Regions from separate parts of the Mus musculus genome. Here region 2 is linked to region 1. The links are chromatin contacts, called in public HiChIP or PLAC-seq maps. All regions are on one chromosome and are shown on one strand. The core of a region is the stretch at or near the end of the contact, and the rest is flanking DNA. Distances in the headings are between cores, read along the strand shown. Region 1 overlaps Denn2b (DENN domain containing 2B). Region 2 has its middle 12 kb from the start of Denn2b.

What was found. HiChIP or PLAC-seq counts read pairs in DNA pulled down with a chosen protein or histone mark.
Region 2: a contact with region 1 is called in an H3K27ac HiChIP or PLAC-seq map of embryonic fibroblasts, with 21 read pairs. The contact joins two enhancer-like sites. A contact is called at or near these places in 1 of 15 datasets of contacts at CTCF or cohesin (the NIH/3T3 cell line), 32 of 484 Hi-C or Micro-C datasets (the 3T3-L1 cell line, the 63-12 cell line, the AML12 cell line and 23 more), 8 of 115 datasets of contacts at active chromatin or transcription factors (the NIH/3T3 cell line, embryonic fibroblasts, embryonic stem cells and 5 more) and 1 of 9 other capture datasets (adipose tissue).

The regions. Positions count from the first base shown.
Region 1 is chr7:109,542,871-109,548,447 of GRCm38.p6, reverse strand. Denn2b (DENN domain containing 2B) reads left to right here. Exons shown (of 20, transcript NM_001001326.1): 5 at 3,220-3,371. Among named protein-coding and RNA genes, the nearest start is that of Snora3, 26 kb to the right of the region's middle. Within about 2 kb of position 3,062, at least 88 of the 459 cell types and tissues checked have an H3K27ac peak or open chromatin away from gene starts, as enhancers often do. A contact at or near this core is called in the C2C12 cell line, the NIH/3T3 cell line, the STO cell line and 5 more, where this site is marked.
Region 2 is chr7:109,626,553-109,632,129 of GRCm38.p6, reverse strand. It overlaps a transcript of Denn2b not described here. Among named protein-coding and RNA genes, the nearest start is that of Denn2b, 12 kb to the right of the region's middle. Within about 2 kb of position 2,044, at least 88 of the 459 cell types and tissues checked have an H3K27ac peak or open chromatin away from gene starts, as enhancers often do. A contact at or near this core is called in the C2C12 cell line, the NIH/3T3 cell line, the STO cell line and 5 more, where this site is marked.

The DNA.
Region 1 (5,577 bases), core at 1,813-4,312:
GCAAAGCAGACATAATTGGTCCTTATCTTGTCAGCAAACCTGGGAAAGGTTGAGACCTCTGGTTTTCCAAGCCAAGCTTGATGAGATGGAGCTGGACAGAGACAGCCTTGGCTTACCACTCTATCACCCTCTAATGCTGTGTAGACTGTCCTGAGGAAACCATATGGGCAGGGTTGAAAGTGAAGGTATGCAGTCTGTCTAAATCCCAGTCTCCCAAAAGTACCTGGCAAATTGTCACCTGATCTCTCCTTTCAGCTCTGGCCTCCCCAGCTTTCACTGTGGGGTGCTCTGAGCACTGTGTTGCACTCTTGGTTTATTTCTTGGCAAATTCAGTTTATTGGCTCTAGAACTCACCGGTGATCTTTTTGCTCTTTGCCCATCCATACTTGTAGGCATCTTTCCTGCCTGCAGAGATGATTGGAGTCCCCGGGAGCAGACGGGAGTGGACTTGGACTGATCAGAGATCATCTAAGGCTGGGAAGCATGGCAGTTAGTGGGTCCCTTAGATTAGAGGAGAGAGAAGCTGGCACTAGAGCTGGGCAGGAAGAGTCGGTCCTCAAGGCCGTCCCACAGAGACAGTTCCGGCATACACAAGTTGGTCTTCCAGCTGCCCTTCCCAAGGCTGTCATCAACATGCAGCTATGCTTTGCTTCTGCTGCTTCTCTGGAATTCATCTTACACTTTCTACTTACAGCTTTAGATTCTATGCCAATTGTCAAAGCTCTGATTCTGGGGAAAGAAAGAAGGAAAAAGAGAAGAGGATGAAGGAAAGAAATTAGACTTAGAACTTACAGCATGGCCCTCAGACACTATTAGGAAGCATCGGATACAGGAGCCAGGGAGCAGTTCCATTCATCTCTTTGCTGTGCCCATCTTCCTTCTGTCCCCTCTTCCTTCCTCGTTTCTTCCATCTTTCCTCCCTATCCAATGGGGCATTTGATAATGCAGAAGCATTTTTGGTTATAACCAAGGGAGAGTAATGTCAGGCTAGTATTGAAAGGCCAGAATTGCGGTAAATGTCCTATAAATGGCCAGGTCAGCTCATCAACCCAAAATGTCACTTCTTCAAGAACCTCTGATGGAAAAGGATTGAGATGGGTCTTCTTATAGGTTGGAGATAATGAGGATTCTGGCCAGTCACTTAGACCAAGGCAATCTGAATGAGTGTGAAATAACAAATACTTCTCTAGCCCCAATCTGGAAAGTAATATACAGATCCTGTTGTACAGATCAGAAGAATAATTATGCCCTAGCATTCTTCTATCCTGCATCCCCTTCACCTCTCAACCTTGTAAGATACTTGTCAGGTAGGGACCAAGAAGTAGAAATCCACCCGCTCCCTCCAGAAATATACCTCACATGAAGTGGGCTGGAAAACTGTACAGGGGATGCTGGTTTTGAGCCAACTTTACTTAGTCAGGGCCCTGGGATGGAGAAGAGTCATTTTAATGGCATGGCAGTTCCAGGAAAAGCCGTGCTCCATTGCTGGGGAGCGTGTTGTGTTGGGAATCACTTAATCCAACCCCCGCTCTTTTCTTGACTCATCTTTGACTCATAAGTTTACAGAGATTTGTGTTGCTCCTGCTGCAGTCTGTATCCTCACTCCCCCACCTCCACAAAGGCATTTCCTAAAGTCATTGTGGTTTCTTATTTAATAAATAGATGCTAGAGTTTAGGAGAGCCTCAGCTTCATGAGGAATCGCTAAGCATGCTGGGCTTGCATTTTCTACTGTACCCTGTTAAGTGAGTTGCAATGCCAGCAGCCTCCTTTTTCAGTCTGGTAGGAGTGGAGGTAAGATACATGCAGGCATCTGCAGGGTAGGCATGGGGCTCAGCATTTGCCCAAACTCAGTCCTGTTCACAATGTAGGAGCAAATCCTTCCCTGGGCATGCTATCTGCCACAGAGGTCCCAAACAGTAGCATTGAGTCTAGGGCAAGACAACAGAGGGGAAGTGAGGGTTGTATTGGTAAGGAGTCTCTGGATCTTGTTACCATCATGATTTCAGTGCTGGGATTAAGCTTAGACTGATGACGCAACATGACTCCTTGGTTTTACTGTGTGTTAGAAAAGCCTCATTAGGGCTGGCGAGATGGCTCAGAGGTTAAGAACACTGACTGCTCTTTCAGAGATCCTGAGTTCAATCCCAGCAATCACATGTTGGTGGCTCACAACCATTTATAATGGGATCTGATGCCCTCTTCTGTTGTGTCTGAAGAGAGCAAGTGTACTTACATGGATGGATGGATGGAAGGAAGGAAGGAAGGAAGGAAGGAAGGAAGGAAGGAAGGAAGGAAGGGAAGAAGGAAGGAAGGAGGAAGGAAGCATCCTCATGGGAGAGGGGATGGCATAGGAAGGTGTAACTTAGAAAAGGATGAATCTCAAAAATCTTATAGTCTTGGGCAGGGACTATGTTTGGGGCTTTCCTAAGATTTTCTGGTAGTGTCAATATAGAGCATACTGCCAGAGATTTTAGAAACTGGTCCTGAGATGCAAGAACTCTCTTCCTTTCTTTTGGCCTGGACTCCTTCCAAGCCTTTCACACTCCCATGTCACCGTGGAAAAGTCTCTGCCAAATGGGGAACAATGAGGATCCTCTCTCTGCTGAGCTTACCCGTAGAAGCGGTAGCTGACATGCTCAGAGAAAGGGATGAACAAAGTCTCACTGAGCACTCACTAGGGCTACTCGGCCCTCTGGTTGCCCAAGACAGTATCTCTTCCTGCAAGACTTGGAGACGTAGGAGTAGGTCAGAGGAGGATCTAGCAAAGCTCTGCTCCCTCGACTCCTTTGAGTTCTTTCATACTTACCCCTAAAACTGGACCCAGGAGACCCACAGAGAGCTGAGTAAAGGGGCGGCTATGGGATCTCAGAAAGCCTTTCCAGAAGCCAATCTCGGGGGCTTTACCAGCAGAAGGCTAGAGCTTGTAGTGTCAGCGTTGTCCTCTGCCAGTCTTGTGCAATCCCTAATTTATAAAGCAGTGGCCAGACAGGGCTGAGTTGAGCTGAGCTGAGCTGAACTGGAGGTGGGGAGTGGGGGCCTCAGCTTCTGCACTTGGAGCCAAGATCTGTTTGTAGCCTCCCCACTGCAGACAGGCAGCTGCGTGACTCATGAGCTGAAGGGCCAGGCTGAAGATATTCTCTGTGCTTCACAGGAATTGTGTGTATATCTCTCACTCTCTCATTCTTTCCTTCTTGTCTCTAACTTTGCCTCCTCTGCAGGAGGGCTTCCCAAGGAGAATCCCTACGAGGATGTGGACTTAAAGAACCGGAGAGCTGGACGAAAATCCCAGCAACTGTCTGAGAACTCCTTGGACTCTTTGCACAGGATGTGGAGTCCCCAAGACAGGAAGTACAACCACCCACCCATGCAGGTAATGCAGCTCTGGCCTAGGCAGTCGGGGCCTGTCCCCAAGCTTTTACTGACGCTATTGTCCTGGCTAGCAGTTGGCAGAGGACTTTGCCTCAGGAGAGGGCTGTGCACTCAGGACCTTCTGCCGTGTTGAAACTGCCTTGGGCAATTGAGATGTGCCTCCAGGGCATCCTATCTTGCCCTCCCCCCCCCCCCTTCACTATTTGTGTTCTAGCAAGAAAACCAAACCAGGAGCTCTTACAAACTCCTATTAGCAGTAAATAAGGGCTTTCTTAGAGACTTGACATTCTGCAGCTCTGCCCCAAATTATCTTAGTTGTGGGATTTGAGGGTTAATGGCAGGACTTAGGAGAGCCAGCTAGTGAGGGCCTGTGCCCTCAAGGTGCTTTCAAGCTTTTCTTAGTCTCTGTTCTCACTAGCACTTAGCAGAGGGGTTGCCTCAGGAACTAGTTGTGTACCTAGGGACTTCTACCATGTTGAAAACCCTATAGGCAGGCAGGTAGGATATCCTCAGGGATGCTTGCCTTCCTGGCAATGTGTGGGATCCACTGTCATGTAGGCTCTGTACTGAAAAGCATCAGTGTTTATAGGGTGGGTATATAGATTAGGGCTGAGAGAAGGGCAGCCCAGGACATTGTAGTGAGGGAGCTACTTGAGTATGAGGCCTACGTTGCTGAGCCCTGGTGGCCAGAGTCCATAGCCTTGTTCTTTCCCTGAAAGAAGTGAGCATGACCAGCCTTTCAGAGTCACATAGCAGAGCAGACTGGCAGGAGAGATTAAGGAGTATTTAGAATGGGGAGATAGCACAGTGTGTAAAATGCTTACTGTACAATGTGAACTCCTGAGCACAGATTCCCCAGAACCCAAGTAAAGCCAAATGCATTAGCAATGGTCTGTAATCCCAAGGTTCCTATAGCAAGACAAAGTGGAGAATCTGAAGAAGCTAGTGGGCTACCTAGCCTGATAGATCCATAAGCAAACCACGTAGAACAGACAAATTGGAAGGTGAAGGTCAACACCTAAAGCTGAACTCAGCCCTGGGCCTGTATAACCACACACACACACTCACACACACACACACTCATACTCACACACACACACACACACAGACTCACACACACACACTCACACACACACAGACTCACACACACACACACACACACACTCACACACACACAGACTCACACACACTCACACACACACACACAGACTCACACACACTCACACACACAAACATACACACTCACACACACACACTCACACACTCAAAAAATAAAAATGGGCTGGAGAGCAGTTATGAGCACTTAATATTCTTTCAGAGGACCCACATTTAGTTCTCAGCATCCACAAAGCAGTTCACAACTATCTGTAACTCCAGTTTGGGGGAATTTGATGCCCTCTTCTGACCTCCACAGATAGACACACGTGGTGTATATATGTACATGTAGGCAAAAGACTCAATGTACATAAAATATAACTTTTATTTTAAAGAACAGTAAAGAAGTGTTTGAGGAATGGAGTGAAGGAAGGGAGAGAGGAGAAAGCCAAAAGGCCCAAAGAAACTTTAGACAAGCTCATTCTGGTTTTATCCAGAGTCCCAGGATGTAGGAAAGCCAGGAGAGTAGAGAAGCAAGCTGTTCTGACCGCCCCATGTAACTCTTTAACTGGACAAATGCAAGGACCTGGATGTTATAACGTTGGACAGAAAAACACATAATTTTTCCAGGCTTTGAAGTCATGTGGTGGCTTTGATGATGCATCTGTCCTTCCGATGTGCCCTTTTCAGATGGGCGTCCATTGACTCTGTATTGCTAGACTAATTAGCTTGGAAAAGATATTGACAGTGGAAAGAAAAGGACTTGCAGAAAGTTGAGAAGAGGCAGATTGAGACAAAAACTTGAGGGCTCTCAGGAGATGCCTGCTTTCCCAGCAGTTCCACTATCAATTAGCCAACTAGGTGTTCTATACTGAAGATCATCAGCTGTTCATTAAGGATATACAGGGCCAGAGAACGAGGCTGCCCAAAATGGTATAGTGAGAGGGAGCCACTTGAATGTGAGGTCTGTCTTACTCAACTTTGGTGGCCACAGCCCAAGACCCCTATTCTCTGGAGGAAGTAAGCATGGCCAGGATGTCAGGCTCACACAACAGAGCAGGTTGGCAGGTAGGCTATGGCCTCTTGCACAAAAGGCTTCAGAACTGAGGAGG
Region 2 (5,577 bases), core at 795-3,294, 85 kb before region 1:
TCTAATTCTGAGAGTCTTAAGTGCACAGAGATTATATATATGAATAATATTCAATTGAATATCTCTTAAGAGACTGTGGATAGTCTCTTTTTTAAAGGAATTACAAGGGTTATTTGACTCCATGTAATTTCCTGCTTGTGTCCATAAAACCTGACTCTTGAGGGCACTACTCTGCCTTGGTAGGCTTTGGCCAAATGATGAACAGCACCTAGGAAGCTTCTTCCTCTCTCTGTAAGGTATACCTGTACGCCTCATTTCCCATCTTCCTTACTCCTCTATGCCTGTCTGTCTTGTTGAGATAACCTCCTTTGTTGGAGAAACCCCCACTCGCACTTGTGCTGGCCATAGAACCTGACCATAGCAAAGCACCTTTGGAATAGTGCTTTGTTTGTGTGCTTTGATGTGATAACTGGCTTGGTGATGTTAGCCAGCACCGTTGGAGAATGGAAAACAGAATTGAAGGTCATCTTGAAAGCACTTTTGAGGAATATGCCTTTTCATAAAGCTATCGTGGTCTGTGTCCTGACCCTTAGTTTCCCCATAGACACCACTGCATTGTAGCCCCTGAAGACAGACCAGAGAAGTGCTATGTTATCCTGCAGTCTAGGGAATCTTTTCTGCTTTGGGAGCGTGGGGTCCTGGCTCCTGCATGTCTAATGCACAACCATGGTTACTGAGTCACGCTGCTGGAGCTCCGTGGAGACAGCTGTATGGCCAGGTTCTTGTAAGAGAGAGGTTAAAGTCGCCAGACTGAAGAGAGGTTCTGTATGCTCTGTCTAGGCTCTCAGTTCATCTGGTCAGTCATTTGCTTTCAGTTTCTGACCCAGTTCCTAAAGTTTCTCAAAGAGGCTGACTCCACAGAGTTTAGTCAGAATGACCTTACCCTTGGTTACTGTCCTAAGTTCTGTATCATGTTACTTTATTTTTCCTCTTTATCTCCTCTGTATTGCTGTGGTCCATCTCTGTCTTCGAATTTCTTTTCCTAGTCTTGTGTCCTAAAGGTTTAAGTTATGGGGGTGGGGTATATAGGTAGTATAGGAAAGAAGTTAGGTTTGTGGATGGGTCTTATCTGGAAGGTATATCTTATCTCTTCTGTCCTTCAGATAGCAGGTGAAGTCAACTGTAGCAGAACCATCACAAGACTTTCTTGGATAAATTGGAACAGGTAGTCCCATTTATTAAAACAATAACAAAATCCTGAAACCTCTTCAGTCCTCCAGATTCCCCACGGCAAATTTCCATCCTTGCCTCTTCCAGTCTTTCAGTTATTTCTGGGTCTCTGATCCTCAAATTGCTGCAGGATTTGCTTCTCCTGGATATGTTTGGAGAAGCCTAGATTATGGGAGGGAATGTAATTTAATTAAATCCGTGGTCATCTGGTCATTCTTAGGTGTGCACAGAGTAAAGAAAGCCTCACTTGAACCTTGCTGGATTTTCATGAGAACACTTTCTTCCTCAGCCCCTGTGGCCTTTTCCTCAGATGACATGTACTGTGCATGGCTGATGGCGTGCTATAGTCTTTCATCACCTTTAGGACTGAAGTGGTTGACTTCCTTGTCTGGTGATGTTTGAAGTAAGCCAGTGTCTCATGTGTATGCTATGAAGTGACATGGCTTGGGACAGGGAAGTCTGGTGTGGCGTCTGCTGGGCTAGGTATAGCAGCTGTGTCCCCAAAGAAAGAAAAACCCAGACACTGGGGGAATAAAAGCTTCCTGAATCCTTTCTTAACTTTCGGTTAGGCTAAGTGGTACTCACAGACGTTCTTTCACCCCTTTAGGAGTAAAACCTAGGAATTCCCCCAGATTAGCCATTCTGACAGTCGAACAAGTTCCCACCTGTTTTTGTCCTTCAGAATCATGGTCTGGTTTCTCCTTGTCTCTCTGTCTCCACACCCATCCCTTCTTCACTCATCTTCTCACCAAAATTCCTCTCCTGGCATCCTGGGGAGTCTCCCTTTTCTCTTCTGTTGCATAGGTACCTCTGTGTTGAACTCTGAGTGAGCAGACATATTTACAGGCATCTTTTATGCAAAGCCAAACCAGTTCTGTGCTGTGTTCAAAAGTAGGCTGTGTGGAGCTAGAGAGATGACTCAGTGGTTAAGAATGCTTGCCGCTCTTCCAGAGAAACAGTTTACTTCCCAGAACCAATGTCAGGTAGCCTGTAATTGCAGCTCAAGAGGATAAGACACTTGTGATCTCAGCAGACACCAACATACATACTTACACAGTCACACTACAGATACAGATACATACATGTAAATAAAAATAGAATAAATCCAGTATCTACAATGATAAGAGCTAATGTTTTGCTGAGAGACTTCTAGTTTCTAACTTTGAGGCGAGGAGAAGAATGACTTTAAAAATTCCATCTTTGGAGCTGGGTAAGTCCTAGCACACAAACAAAGCAGGTGAATCTCTGTGAGTTCAAGGCCAGCTTTGTCTACATAGAGAGTTAGTTCCAGGTCAACCTGGGCTACACAATGAGCCCCTGTCTCAAATCAAAAATAACAAAAGCCAAAATAAAGTGTATTATCTTTTTCTATAGGACAGTGACATTTAATTAGAACAACATGTATCTACATTCCAGGCCTGCCTTCCATCTTCCCAGGATAAGAACTGGCCTTTGAGGTCCCTTTGCTCCTCTGTCTTCCTGAGTCTTTACAAGCGTGTGAACTTTGCCTCTGGGAGATAAGTTTGTTTGTACATATCCAAACAATGCTCAAAGAGGCTGCAGCTCTGCATTCCTGCCTCGGAACATTTCAGACAGCACATTCAAACCCCATCCTCCTCACAGACAGCGATCAGATGGCAGCTTAGTATAGAAGGTTAGAGACCCCTAAGGAGTCACTCTGACAGATACAAATACCACTGTGTGCTTCAGACCATGCTGAACCATGGTTTGAAAAGACTGGCATGAATTGTTTAGATTCTTGAACAGCCCAATGCCCTTGATAACGCTGGGAGGTCAGAGCCCCAGTTGGGAGGCACAGGCGTAGCAGAATGGACAGTTGACCCAGCAGCAGGGCTCAGCTGTCCCTGCTTTCCGGAAGAGGTCTTTATCTCACCAGGCCTTGAGTTTCTCCTAAAACAGCTGCTCAGGGACGGAAGTGGTTCTCTGCCTTCGTGCTTTTCAGGACCTACAAAACTCTCAGGCCAGACATGTCATCATCGTATCTCTCAGTCTGAGGGGTTCCTCTTTTGTTATATACTTGCATCTAGGTTGCTCAAAATTCCAGTTATCTCTGGAATTTAATCCATGGTGTCTCTTTTAAAAAATGATTTATTGCCGGGCAGTGGTGGTGCACGCCTGTAATCCCAGCACTCGGGAGGCAGAGGCAGGCGGATTTCTGAGTTTGAAGCCAGCCTGGTCTACAGAGTGAGTTCCAGGATAGTCAGAGCTACAGAGAAACCCTGTCTTGAAAAACAAAACAAAAATAACAAGAAAGATTTATTTATTTATTTACTTTATGTATATAAGTACACCATTGCTCTCTTCAGACACACCAAAAGAGGGCATAAAGGATAAGCATAAAACTATACCCCATTGCAGATGGTTGTGAGCCACCATGTGGTTGCTGGGAATTGAACTCAGGACCTCTGGAAGAGCAGTTAGTGCTCTTAACCACTGAGCCATCTCTCCAGCCCTAGAAACACTTTTTAAGAATTACATTTACTGAGGGCTGGAGTGATGGCATAACAGTTAAAAGGCTGTTTGTTTTTGTTTTGTTTTGTTTTGTTTTGTTTTGTTTTAGAGGACCCAGGTTCGATTTACATGGCATCCCACATCTTCTGTAATAACAAACAGTCCCAAGGAATCCAACACCCAATTCTGGCTTCTAAAGGCATCAGACATGCATGTGTTTGCAGATATACATGTGGGCAAAACACTCTTACACATAAAAAAAAAAGATAAATGTGTGTATGTATATGCATGCATGTGTGTGTGCATGTTGTGCGACTGCCTGTCTGTAGAGGTCAGAGAATAATTTGTGTGAGTCAGTGTTTTTCTTGTACTGTGGGTTCCATGTTACTCACTCAGAGTTCTCAGAGTTCTCTTGGCAGCATAGAAACACTTTTTTTTTTTTTTTTTTTTTTTTTTTTTTTTTGGCGAAAGGCTTATAAATGTAGTCTAGGCCAGTCTAGACCTTGAGACCTGGCCTCAGCCTCCCAAGTGCTGGATTGTACATGTACACTGCTAGGCTTGGGCCTAGCTCATGAAACACTTGTGTTTATTTATTTGCTTGTTTTTGTGTGGTGATGAGACCTAAGGCCTTGGGCTTGCTAGCCAAGCACTTACTCCTCCGCCCCAGGAAACTTTCATGTTGTCTGTCCTAGATTGCATTTAATCTCTGTATTTAGCCTTTTAAACTCCAGCGCATCAGCTGACTTCTGTTAAACCTTTTCTCATCTTTTTATTTGTACCGTCTTCATCTTACTGTCAGGTGAGTTAAAAAGTTTTTCTCTCTCTTTTTTTTTTTAGTCAGAGGTTCATATAACACAGCTGGCCTCAAACTCTGTGTATGAGGGTTACTGAGTTTCTTATCTTTCTGCCTGTGCCCACCCGGAGTGCTTGGGTTATAGGTGTGCACCATCATGCTCAGCTGCAAGTTTTAGAAAGTATAAGCATAAAACTATACATTATGTATTTCTTCCTGTTATATATAATATGTAGTTAGTTTATAAAGGATTTAAAAAAAACTATCTTAAGTATTTTATCCTATGTACTTTGACATATACTGTGTCTTGTCTAAATAATTCATTAAAAATGATGAGTGCCATGCGATCTAGAACAAGAAAAGAGTATTACAGGCCAAATTCCAGATGAACAGAGAAGCTGAAGTCCTCAGTTAAAATACTAGTGAACTGAATGTAATAGCATGTGGAGAGGACCATACACAGTCATTAAGTGGGGCTATCCCTGGGGTTATTCAAGAGTGTTTTAGTGTATGCAGACAAATACATACGATAAAGCTGTTTCAGGTATTCAGTCCTTTAGGAGTGCAGTCTTCTTCTTCCTGATTGATACATGCCCTGTGCAGGCCCAGCTGTCCTGAGTTACCAGTCTATCAGCTGCCTATACATCTGTATTTTTCAGTTTTATTCACAAGATAAGAGAAATTAAAACCCATATGAATTTTATTTCTGGGATTCTTTGGTCTCTGTGTATTTGAATATGTGTATAATTTATATGATGTAGTCTATATCATCGATGAATGTATATATGTACTTATATATGCAGGTCATTTTTCTTTCCTTTAAAAACAATGCATATTCTTGGCTGGTCTAGAACTTACCGTGTAGACAAGATTGGCCTCAAACTCAAGAGACCTGTCTTCCTCTACCTCCCAAGTGCTAGGATTAAAGGTGTGCGCCACCATGCTGGGATTATTTATCTTTACTTTATATGTATGCTTGCCTGAGTTTATGTGTGTGCACTACATGCATGTCATGCCTGAGTAGGCTAGAAGAGAGTGTCAGAGGTCCTAAGCCTGGTGTTGCATGGAATTGTGAGCTGACATGTATACTAGAAGTCAAATCTTGAGAACTGTGTACTCAAAAATGAGTAAGAGGTGCCCCT